3 separate regions of the Mus musculus genome follow, and regions 1 and 3 are each linked to region 2. The links are chromatin contacts, called in public HiChIP or PLAC-seq and promoter capture Hi-C maps. All regions are on one chromosome and are shown on one strand. Each heading gives the region's core, a stretch centred on a gene start, on an enhancer-like site or on the middle of the called end of the contact. The rest is flanking DNA. Distances are from core to core; before and after follow the strand shown. Region 1 holds the start of Foxred2 (FAD-dependent oxidoreductase domain containing 2). Region 2 holds the start of Ncf4 (neutrophil cytosolic factor 4). Region 3 overlaps Myh9 (myosin, heavy polypeptide 9, non-muscle).

The links. Promoter capture Hi-C pulls out the DNA fragments that hold promoters and counts their contacts. HiChIP or PLAC-seq counts read pairs in DNA pulled down with a chosen protein or histone mark.
Region 1: a contact with region 2 is called in a promoter capture Hi-C map of embryonic stem cells, with 2.8 times the contacts expected there. The contact joins the promoter of Foxred2 here to the promoter of Ncf4 in region 2. A contact is called at or near these places in 6 of 39 promoter capture datasets (the C10 cell line, embryonic stem cells, hematopoietic stem and progenitor cells and 2 more), 3 of 484 Hi-C or Micro-C datasets (B cells, the G1E-ER4 cell line and neutrophils), 3 of 115 datasets of contacts at active chromatin or transcription factors (bone marrow-derived macrophages and large pre-B cells) and 2 of 9 other capture datasets (embryonic stem cells and liver).
Region 3: a contact with region 2 is called in an H3K27ac HiChIP or PLAC-seq map of microglia, with 9 times the contacts expected there. The contact joins the enhancer-like site here to the promoter of Ncf4 in region 2. A contact is called at or near these places in 1 of 39 promoter capture datasets (pre-B cells), 1 of 484 Hi-C or Micro-C datasets (the C10 cell line), 2 of 115 datasets of contacts at active chromatin or transcription factors (microglia and pancreatic cancer cells) and 1 of 9 other capture datasets (liver).

The regions. Positions count from the first base shown.
Region 1 is chr15:77,955,272-77,957,998 of GRCm38.p6, reverse strand. It overlaps Foxred2 (FAD-dependent oxidoreductase domain containing 2), which reads left to right and starts at 1,277. Exons shown (of 9, transcript NM_001017983.2): 1 at 1,277-1,432; 2 at 1,910-2,410. The coding sequence starts at 1,911.
Region 2 is chr15:78,243,378-78,246,077 of GRCm38.p6, reverse strand. Ncf4 (neutrophil cytosolic factor 4) reads right to left here and starts at 1,267. Exons shown (of 10, transcript NM_008677.2): 1 at 991-1,267. The coding sequence starts at 1,022.
Region 3 is chr15:77,829,665-77,832,364 of GRCm38.p6, reverse strand. The region is part of intron 1 of Myh9 (myosin, heavy polypeptide 9, non-muscle); the gene reads left to right. Among named protein-coding and RNA genes, the nearest start is that of Myh9, 11 kb to the left of the region's middle. Within about 2 kb of position 1,449, at least 73 of the 459 cell types and tissues checked have an H3K27ac peak or open chromatin away from gene starts, as enhancers often do. A contact at or near this core is called in microglia, where this site is marked.

The DNA of each region.
Region 1 (2,727 bases), core at 28-2,527, 290 kb after region 2:
ATAAAATAGTGTGACAAATGTCTTGGGCTTCAGGAGTGGCCCAGAATCCAGATCCCTTGGTCCAATCCACCTACAAGAAGCTCCTGTAGCCCTGCGCTGTGGGCTGTAGATCAATGGCTGGGAATCCTGCACCTTAGCCAGGCGTGGGGCTCCTGATCATTCCATTTCCATCACCAAAGGCAGACCAACTTTCTAGTTCCTTTTGGTGCCTGCCCATCCTCTCCACAGTATCTATGAAATGCTCGGCTTTATTTTCGGTGAGATACCTTGTCTACCCAGGATAGCTCCAAACTAAACCTGTGGGCTGAGGTCTCCACAATGACAATAAACTAAAGTTTATGTCTGCCCCCAGGGCGGATTTCTTTAGTGCAGGCTCTAAAGAAAACACCAGCATTCCGGGTGTGCTTTCTTTCACCAGGAAAATCATAAACGTAAATTTCTAAGGGCAAATGAGGGAAGCTGCAAGTGGGCGGGGTTCCGATTAGGCTTCCAGGAGCAAGGCTCCTTTTTAATGGGAAGCAGCTACAGTCACGCAAAGCTGGTAAAGTCCTTCCCAGATGTTTTTCCTAAGAACCCTCAGCTTCTGCATCGCCTTGTGAAGGTCGCTATCCTTTCCTCCAAAAGGCACACAGTATTCTAATTAGCCAGGTGAGTAACTTGGTCTAGGGAGCTAGCCTGAATATTCAAATCCTCCTTCCTACACAGAATTGCAGTTTGAGCCTCTGGGTTGGGGAGTTTGAAGCAGGATTTCACACAGTCCTCTTGTCTCAGTCTCACGATTGCTGGACATACAAGAGTGAGCCACTATGCTGTCTCAAAACCCACTTAGCTTTATCTTTGTTTTATGCAAACCTTGTCACTTTGTATTGACGAGTCAGTTACAAAGTGCTGGGAATCGCTTCCCTTGGCCACCCTTCGTACAACTGAACGATCAAGACTCTAAGACAATAATTGGTTCATCTGTCTTGGCCTCTCCTCAGTCCCACAAAATTGACTGGCCAATTAGGTTCAGTCTTCTACAGTAATAAAGGGATATAAATGGCAAGGTTTTCTCCAAAAATCTCTCATCTTCTGGCACAAGGATTAGTACAAATCAAAAGGAAGGGCCAGGCGTCCCATCATGGACCTGCTGTTCCCCAAGGCACCTCTACCCTCAGAAACAGCGCTCACAGCACGTGTGCGCCACTCGCGCCCCGGCCGCCCCACCAGTCCCGGCGTGCTGCGCGTGGCACACGTGACCCGCCCCCTGCTATTGGCCCGGAGTGGGGAGGGGCGTGGCCGCTGTGGCGCGAGTCAGCCGTAGCTTCCCTCCACTGCAGCCTGTCGTGGGAGCATCGCTGGGCTACCGGTGGCGGCAGCGTGCGGGTCGGAAGCTCAGCCTGGGGACCGCGCACGCGCCAGAAGCAGTGCGGGATAGCGGAGACCGCGGCAGGTGTGCTGGGGCATCCTCACGTGATCCGGGGGGCTGGGGCGGGGCCTTAGAAGCCACACCTCCTTCAGGGTCCCGTACCCCCACCCCCAGGGTGAAAGGTGGGTAGACCAACCAGAACCTCTGAAGGGTCCACCTGGGAAGACCTCCTCCCAAAATGCAGGGCACATCCAAAATGAGTGGAAATTGGGGAAACTGCCTCTCCTTTGGGGTGGAAATTACCATGACAATAAGGGAGTCTGACACCCTAGGAAAGTGGACTATGGAGATGAGCTGGGGATTCAGAATTCCTGTGGGCCCTTGATCCTACCTGAAAGAGATGGAGACGGGATAGATGAGCCCCTAGGTCCCGGGGTTCAGTACTAGCCCCGCTCCAGATCCCTGGGAGGCTCAAGCGCCTGGTTTCTCGTTCCTCGGGAAAGCCGGCTGTCACCAGCTGCCAGCCACGAGGTGCGAGGCCTCTCCTCTACTGTGCTGCAGGATGGGTCCCTCGGGGCTGCTGGTGGCCCTAGCCTTGCACCTGGCAGTGTGTTCCCGTCCGCACCGGGACTACTGCGTCCTGGGCGCCGGTCCTGCGGGCCTGCAGATGGCCGCCTTCCTGCATCGAGCCGGCAGGGACTACGAGGTATTCGAACGCGAGTCCGCACCTGGCAGCTTCTTCACTCGCTACCCGCGCCACCGCAAGCTCATCAGCATCAACAAGCGGCACACGGGCAAGGCCAACGCCGAGTTCAACCTCCGCCACGACTGGAACTCGCTGCTCAGCGACGACCCACACCTGCTCTTCAGACACTACTCGCAGGCTTACTTCCCCGACGCCAGCGACATGGTGCGCTACCTGGGTGACTTCGCGCGGCGCCTGGGGCTCCATGTGTTATACAACACAAACATCACCCATGTGACCCTGGACAAGGATCCACAAGCCTGGAACGGCCATTACTTCATTCTGACGGACCAGAAGGGCCAGGTTTACCAGTGCAGGTAAGGAGCCTCAGGACACAGCCGAATTGGCCTCGAGATTGGAGAGAATGAGAAAGGGGCTACTTCTTGCTCCCAATGGGGTTCAGTGCCAAGCAAAACTTTTTTAAGGTGCGTCCTTACAAAGCTGTGGCTGAGTATGTTTGGGGAAATCTAGCAATTTATCGTACAGGATTTGCCAGGCTCTATTGCCTTCGCCATGGTCCTGTGGTGTTGAATACTGCCTGTGAGCTTAGCTTATAGCCAGCAACCCATGCAGGCAGGTCCAGCCTTTTGACACTACTACACTACATATTCTTTCTTTCACTACTACTCTTTCT
Region 2 (2,700 bases), core at 18-2,517:
CACCCAACACTAACTCTTGTTACAGACAAACCTCCTCTGACCTTTGACCTACAGGAATCCCATCCCCTTTTCCAGATCCCACGAGTGCTTTGCTCACACCTGGGTCTTGTCAGTCAGACCTGTTCTGGTGACTCTCAAGCAGTTCACATGGACACTTGGCTTCCTAACGTTGCTTTCTGCTTGATCCAGGGGACGGTTCTGTCATTTGGGTCTCCACATGCAGATGGGAACACAGGGCTGTCTCCATAAGAGACACTGAGCAAGTGCTGACTGAATGAGGTGGCCGGGCTTGGGGCCATCAGGTCTCCTTGTCCCTACCTGTATAATGTCAGCATTGTCCAAGATAGATCTGGGTCATTTTTGAGCTCTTAGCAGATGTAGTGAGCTCTCAGTGTGTCCCAGGGCTGTTCGGCCTCCCAGAGACACAACTGTGATCCAAAAAACTAAAACACCCTCAGAGCAGGCAGAGCAAAGACCCGGCCCCCAACATTGTGCCAAGCATCTAAGACCTGTTCAGGACAAGGAAGTGGAGTGAGGGGTCAGACGGCAGAGCCTGGGCTATCTGAACCTAAAGATAGGAAAACGCAGAGGCCAGTTTCAGTCTGAAGGGCAGATGGAAGAGCCGCTCCTGATTGCAGTGTGGAACCAGGAACCCAGAACCCAAGCCTAGCACCCAGGACACCTCTGCTCCCAGGCTCTGCCACCCACTCACCCTGTGGTCCTTGGCCACATCCAAGCCACTCCCCATTCTGAGCCTTAGGCTTCTTACTGGTGCATAACACTGCCGACCTACTAAGTCAAGGTTCTAGAAACATCTGCTGGAGCATGCAGCTCCTGCAGTATCATTCAGCAAGACCTTCAAATTTGACTCTGTGCTGATCCACTGATATCAGGTGACAGGAGGGACAGCCTCTTACTTCCCCATACCCACCCCCCAGGCCTATTGGGATCATTGAGAAAGCCTGGCAGGGAATAGAGGCACACTCTCACCTCTCTGATCGCAGCTGCTGGGCCAGGGCCATGGCTGTGGGTAGTCAGAAAAGCAGATGGATGGGGGCCTTGCCCAACCAGATCCAGGCCGAGTTCACCTCTCACTTCCTCCTATGTGCATCTGAGAGCTTCCTGAAGCTTGGGGTGTCCCCAGGGGCAGCCTTTGAGGAGGTCCCGCCCTGCCCAGCTTCTCTGGACCCTCCTTGAAGTACCTCCTTCAGGCTTTGAGCTGCCTGGCCCTCACACGTCTTCTCAGCCACTTCCCAGCTGCACAGCAGTTGAGGAAGTGGCACCCTTGGGTGCTGGGCTTGCGTGAGGCCACTGGCTTTGGGGATTTCCTCAGTGCCTGTCTCTGGTGCTGAGCTCCACCCACCATAGAGCAGTTTTAGCCCTGGGTAGTCCATCAAGGACACTTGTGGACTTCCTCCTCAGGCTTCTTCCTGAATCCCTTTCTCAAGCATCCAAGACCTGCCATTCATTCCTAAGGTCTGGTGGAGATAGTGCTTTTTCCAGGAAGCTCTCCTGGTCCCCCTCCCTCTTATACTAGGAAGTCATTGTTTTATGCCCCATCTGGGGCTCTGGGCTCTGAGATACCACATTCAGCTCTCCCAGAGCTTCCATCCACACAGAGGCTCTCCTTACAATCTGCCTCCACCTCCCTACTCAGCTCTCAGAAAAGCCCCAAGCCCCCGCTGCTGGCTTCAGAATCCCCAAGGCCCCGTGGGCTGCCTGCTCTCCCAATCTCTCTTCCCTCATTGCCACCACATTCCCAATGCTCCTCTCCTATCTCCTGTAGGTCTCAGCTCAGAAGCTGCCCTCTAAGAAACAAACCTGTCCTCACCAGACCCTCCCTGCCACTCTCCGGGCTTTTCCTGCGGCAAGCTCTCACCAGCGGGGTTCCCTACCCCAGTGTGTTCCAAACGTGTGTTTGTGTGTTAGGCTTCTTCCAGGCCAGCACTACGCTGCGGACACCCAGATTATGTGAGCAGAAGGAGGAAGTTCTTCGTCAGCTCCTTCTAATGCTTGGTTCTGTAGGGAGCTCTCCAAAGCCTACAGTGAGGATGGGCCCAGCAGCCCAGAGAATGTCCCCCAACCCCCAGCTCCACTTGATGGTATGCTAAGACAGAAGGAGAGATGGCAGCCTGCCCAGCCTGCCTGAATCAGGCTCCTATCTCCCCAACTTTGGAACGTGGCTGTGGGGACAGGGCTTTCCCCCTGAGGAATCTGGAACGGCCTATGTTTCTCACCTTAAATGGGGCTGGATTGGAAGCAGTCTCAGACTCCTCAGGATCTGGCTCCAAGAATATAGAATGTTTTAGGATCCTTACTTTAAAATGTCCCCCCTCCATCCTGTCACCCTGAAGGGATCTTCTGGCCCTGACCCAGCCCAGAGAGGATGAACCTAGAGCTCCCAGGATAGAGTCTGCCCAGTGAGAACTGCCCTCCCCGTGGCCAGGCAGGGCATGGGCTCCTGGGGAGACAGAAACGAGGATGAAGAAAGTCACAGGAGGGGACAGGAAAGTGGGAGAGGGACACTCCACCAGTGACTGCATGTTCATCAAGGCCTTTGCACTGCACAGATAGATCAGGGTGGTAGAGGAACGTAGAATGGACGGTCTGACCTACTCCCAGCACACAGAAGTACCGCAGTTCACAGAGTTAGCTCTTTTAAGCATACAAATCCCTGCTCAAGACAAGGAAAGGTGATCT
Region 3 (2,700 bases), core at 200-2,699, 410 kb after region 2:
TTCCTGCACATATAAGTACCCATTCATGTGTGTACATGAACACGCATACGCATGCACACACCGGCATGCACTTCACCAGATCCCAGGCACAATGGTACTGTGTACACTTGAGTTCTCAAGCAGTGCTGCAATCTGAAGTTTCCTGTGTTGCAACATTCTTCATACTGGGTATTTAATGACCATGTTATGGTCCACTGAGGGGAGGAACTATTATTTACATTGTCAGAAAATACCGTGAGCTTTATTGTCTCTAAAAATGTAATCACTCAGTGAGTATCTAAGCATCTATTGTAGGTCTTGTACAGAGATGGTTGTACATCAAGATGCAGGGTCTGAGATCACTGGGCTGCTCCCTGGGCGCAGGTCTAGTCCTAGGAACATGTTCACTGCCTTCTGGTGTTGGTGTTGTGGCTTGAGACATGGGGGTTTGTAGAGATGGGACTCCTGGGTGCCCAGCCCGGTTCATTGAAAGCTGGTAAAACCACTTTGTCATTCACAAGCTGTCAGGAAGCTCAGGAACTGGAGCCAAGAGCTGCGAGATCTTTCCAGGCTCTGTGTAGGAAGGCCTTCCACCTGCTCCCTCCCAATTCTACCTGTCTCCTATCTCCTGTGTATACCAAAGGCCTGGGTCAGGAAACCCATCTGGAAGAGGTGAAAGACCAAAAGTCTCTAAGGGGCTTTGTTCACAGGGTTGTCTCTGTTGAGGATGCTACTGAGCAGGAAGGAGACTCCCGAGGGTAGGGAGAAAGGGGGAGGAAGGAAGAGGGGATAGGGTTCCTCCTAATGAGGGTGGGGAGGTCTGGAAACATCTAGACACCTTGCCAGGGGCCCAGGTCTCAGTTGAGGCCTTGCTGAGATGTTGTAAGAATTGTAGCAATAAGTTGCAACAGTTTGGCTTTGTTGTAAAAAAAAAAAAAGGAAGTTTCAGAATCCTTGTTGCAGCTTTGGATCTTTATCTGTAGTGGGGGAAGTCTTTGCAAGGTACCTGGGTACCGGGATGGTGGGTCTCTACCTTCATCAGAGAGGGCAGCCTTGTGCTTTGCTCTCTCTGGCCCCTCCCCTCAGTTCCTACTCCATCCAGCTCAAGGTTTTCTGAAATGTTTGGTCTTCTTAGAGAGCAGGAGAGGTAACTTGTTGCTTGGGAAGGAGCCAGAAGCATGTTGCCACCTGCCTCGCTGGGGAATGAAGTGGGCTGGGTGGCCCCAGAAATGCTGATGGGGCTCAGGCATTGCAGGCTTTGCATACCTTCCTGGGTCTCTCTCCACCAGGCAGGTTGTATTTCCATCAGCCCCAGACTTCTTGGGTTTGAAGTTTGTCATGGATCTTAGACCCCCATTACCGCCAGGCTACCCAAAGCAACACAATCTGAGGCTCAGTCTAGCCTTCTCTTCACACATGGGTCAGGTTGGTACTGAAAAAGAGGAACTGGGGGGAGTCCAGCAGCAGCCGGGGGATTACAATGTTTCTAGTTAAGACAGGCCCTCTGTGGCCCTTTAAAAAAGAGATTAGTTTATATGTATTGCCTGCAGAGCCCAGAAGAGAGCTGTGGATTCCTGGGTGTGGAATTATGGAAGGTTACGTGTCACCGTGTGGGTGCTAGAAACTGAATCTGGAGCCTCTGCATGAGCAGGAGGTGCTCTTGACTATGGCCCATCTCTCCTAGCCTCATGCCCCCCCCCCCATCTTTATTCACTTCCTGTTTACACTGGGCTTGGTAATTGTGGGCCAAAGATTATCTCTTGAGTTTATACTATTTTACATTCGTTCCCAGCTGTCCTGGTGCAGCCCAGACATTCTGGTGATCCTTTTCAGGTCTGGGGATGATACCTTTCAGGAGCTGCTATCCTCCTTATGTAGATCAGGGTGGCCTTGAGTTCACAGAGATCCACTTGCTTCTGCCTCCCCAGCGCTGGGATGGTGGTCTGCTTAGATCCCCATTTTTGTCATCTGTAAACAGGATCGTTAACATGTGGGTCACAGCCCTTTGATATGTGACCCACCCTTTCACAGGGTCGCATATCAGATATCCTGCATATCAGATAGTTATATTATGATCCATAACAGTAAGAAAGTTACGGTTATGATGTAGTAAAAATAATTTTTGGGGGGCTACCACAACATGAGGAACTGTATTAAAGGGTCACAGGTTTAGGAAGGTCGAGAACCGCTGGGTTCTCATGTCTTAGCTGGGTATAAGAGGAACTCAATGAAGTCTAGACAAGACTACACATTGAAACTTTGTCTCAAACCAAACCAAGCTATGAACTATGCCCTTGCACCACTCAAACCTGCCTCTTTTGGTTTGCTGCTCTGTAGGATGGAGTGCTCTCAGCTCAGTCTATGGACTGCTGTCCAAGCAGCCCTCAGAGTCCCCTTCCACTTTAGATCAGCCCTTAATGGTCAGATCGGCCCTTTGCGAGCCCAGGTTGTTCACCCCAGTGGTGAGTAGAGCCTCTCTCCAGATGAGCATCAGCAAGGCGAACAGTCCTTGGGTTGCCAGTGCTGAGTAGCTACTCTCAAAGCTTCCATGCTGAGTACTTAGCCTGACTGAGGAGCCACTCCTACTTCTCCTGGAGGTGCTGCCTCCATTCTGACCTTGCCTCACCACCAGGACCCTTGTGAAGTTCATTGCCCATGCCAGACTGGGAACACAACATGTTTCTACCTGACTGGTCAGACACACAGGTTTCATTCCAACCC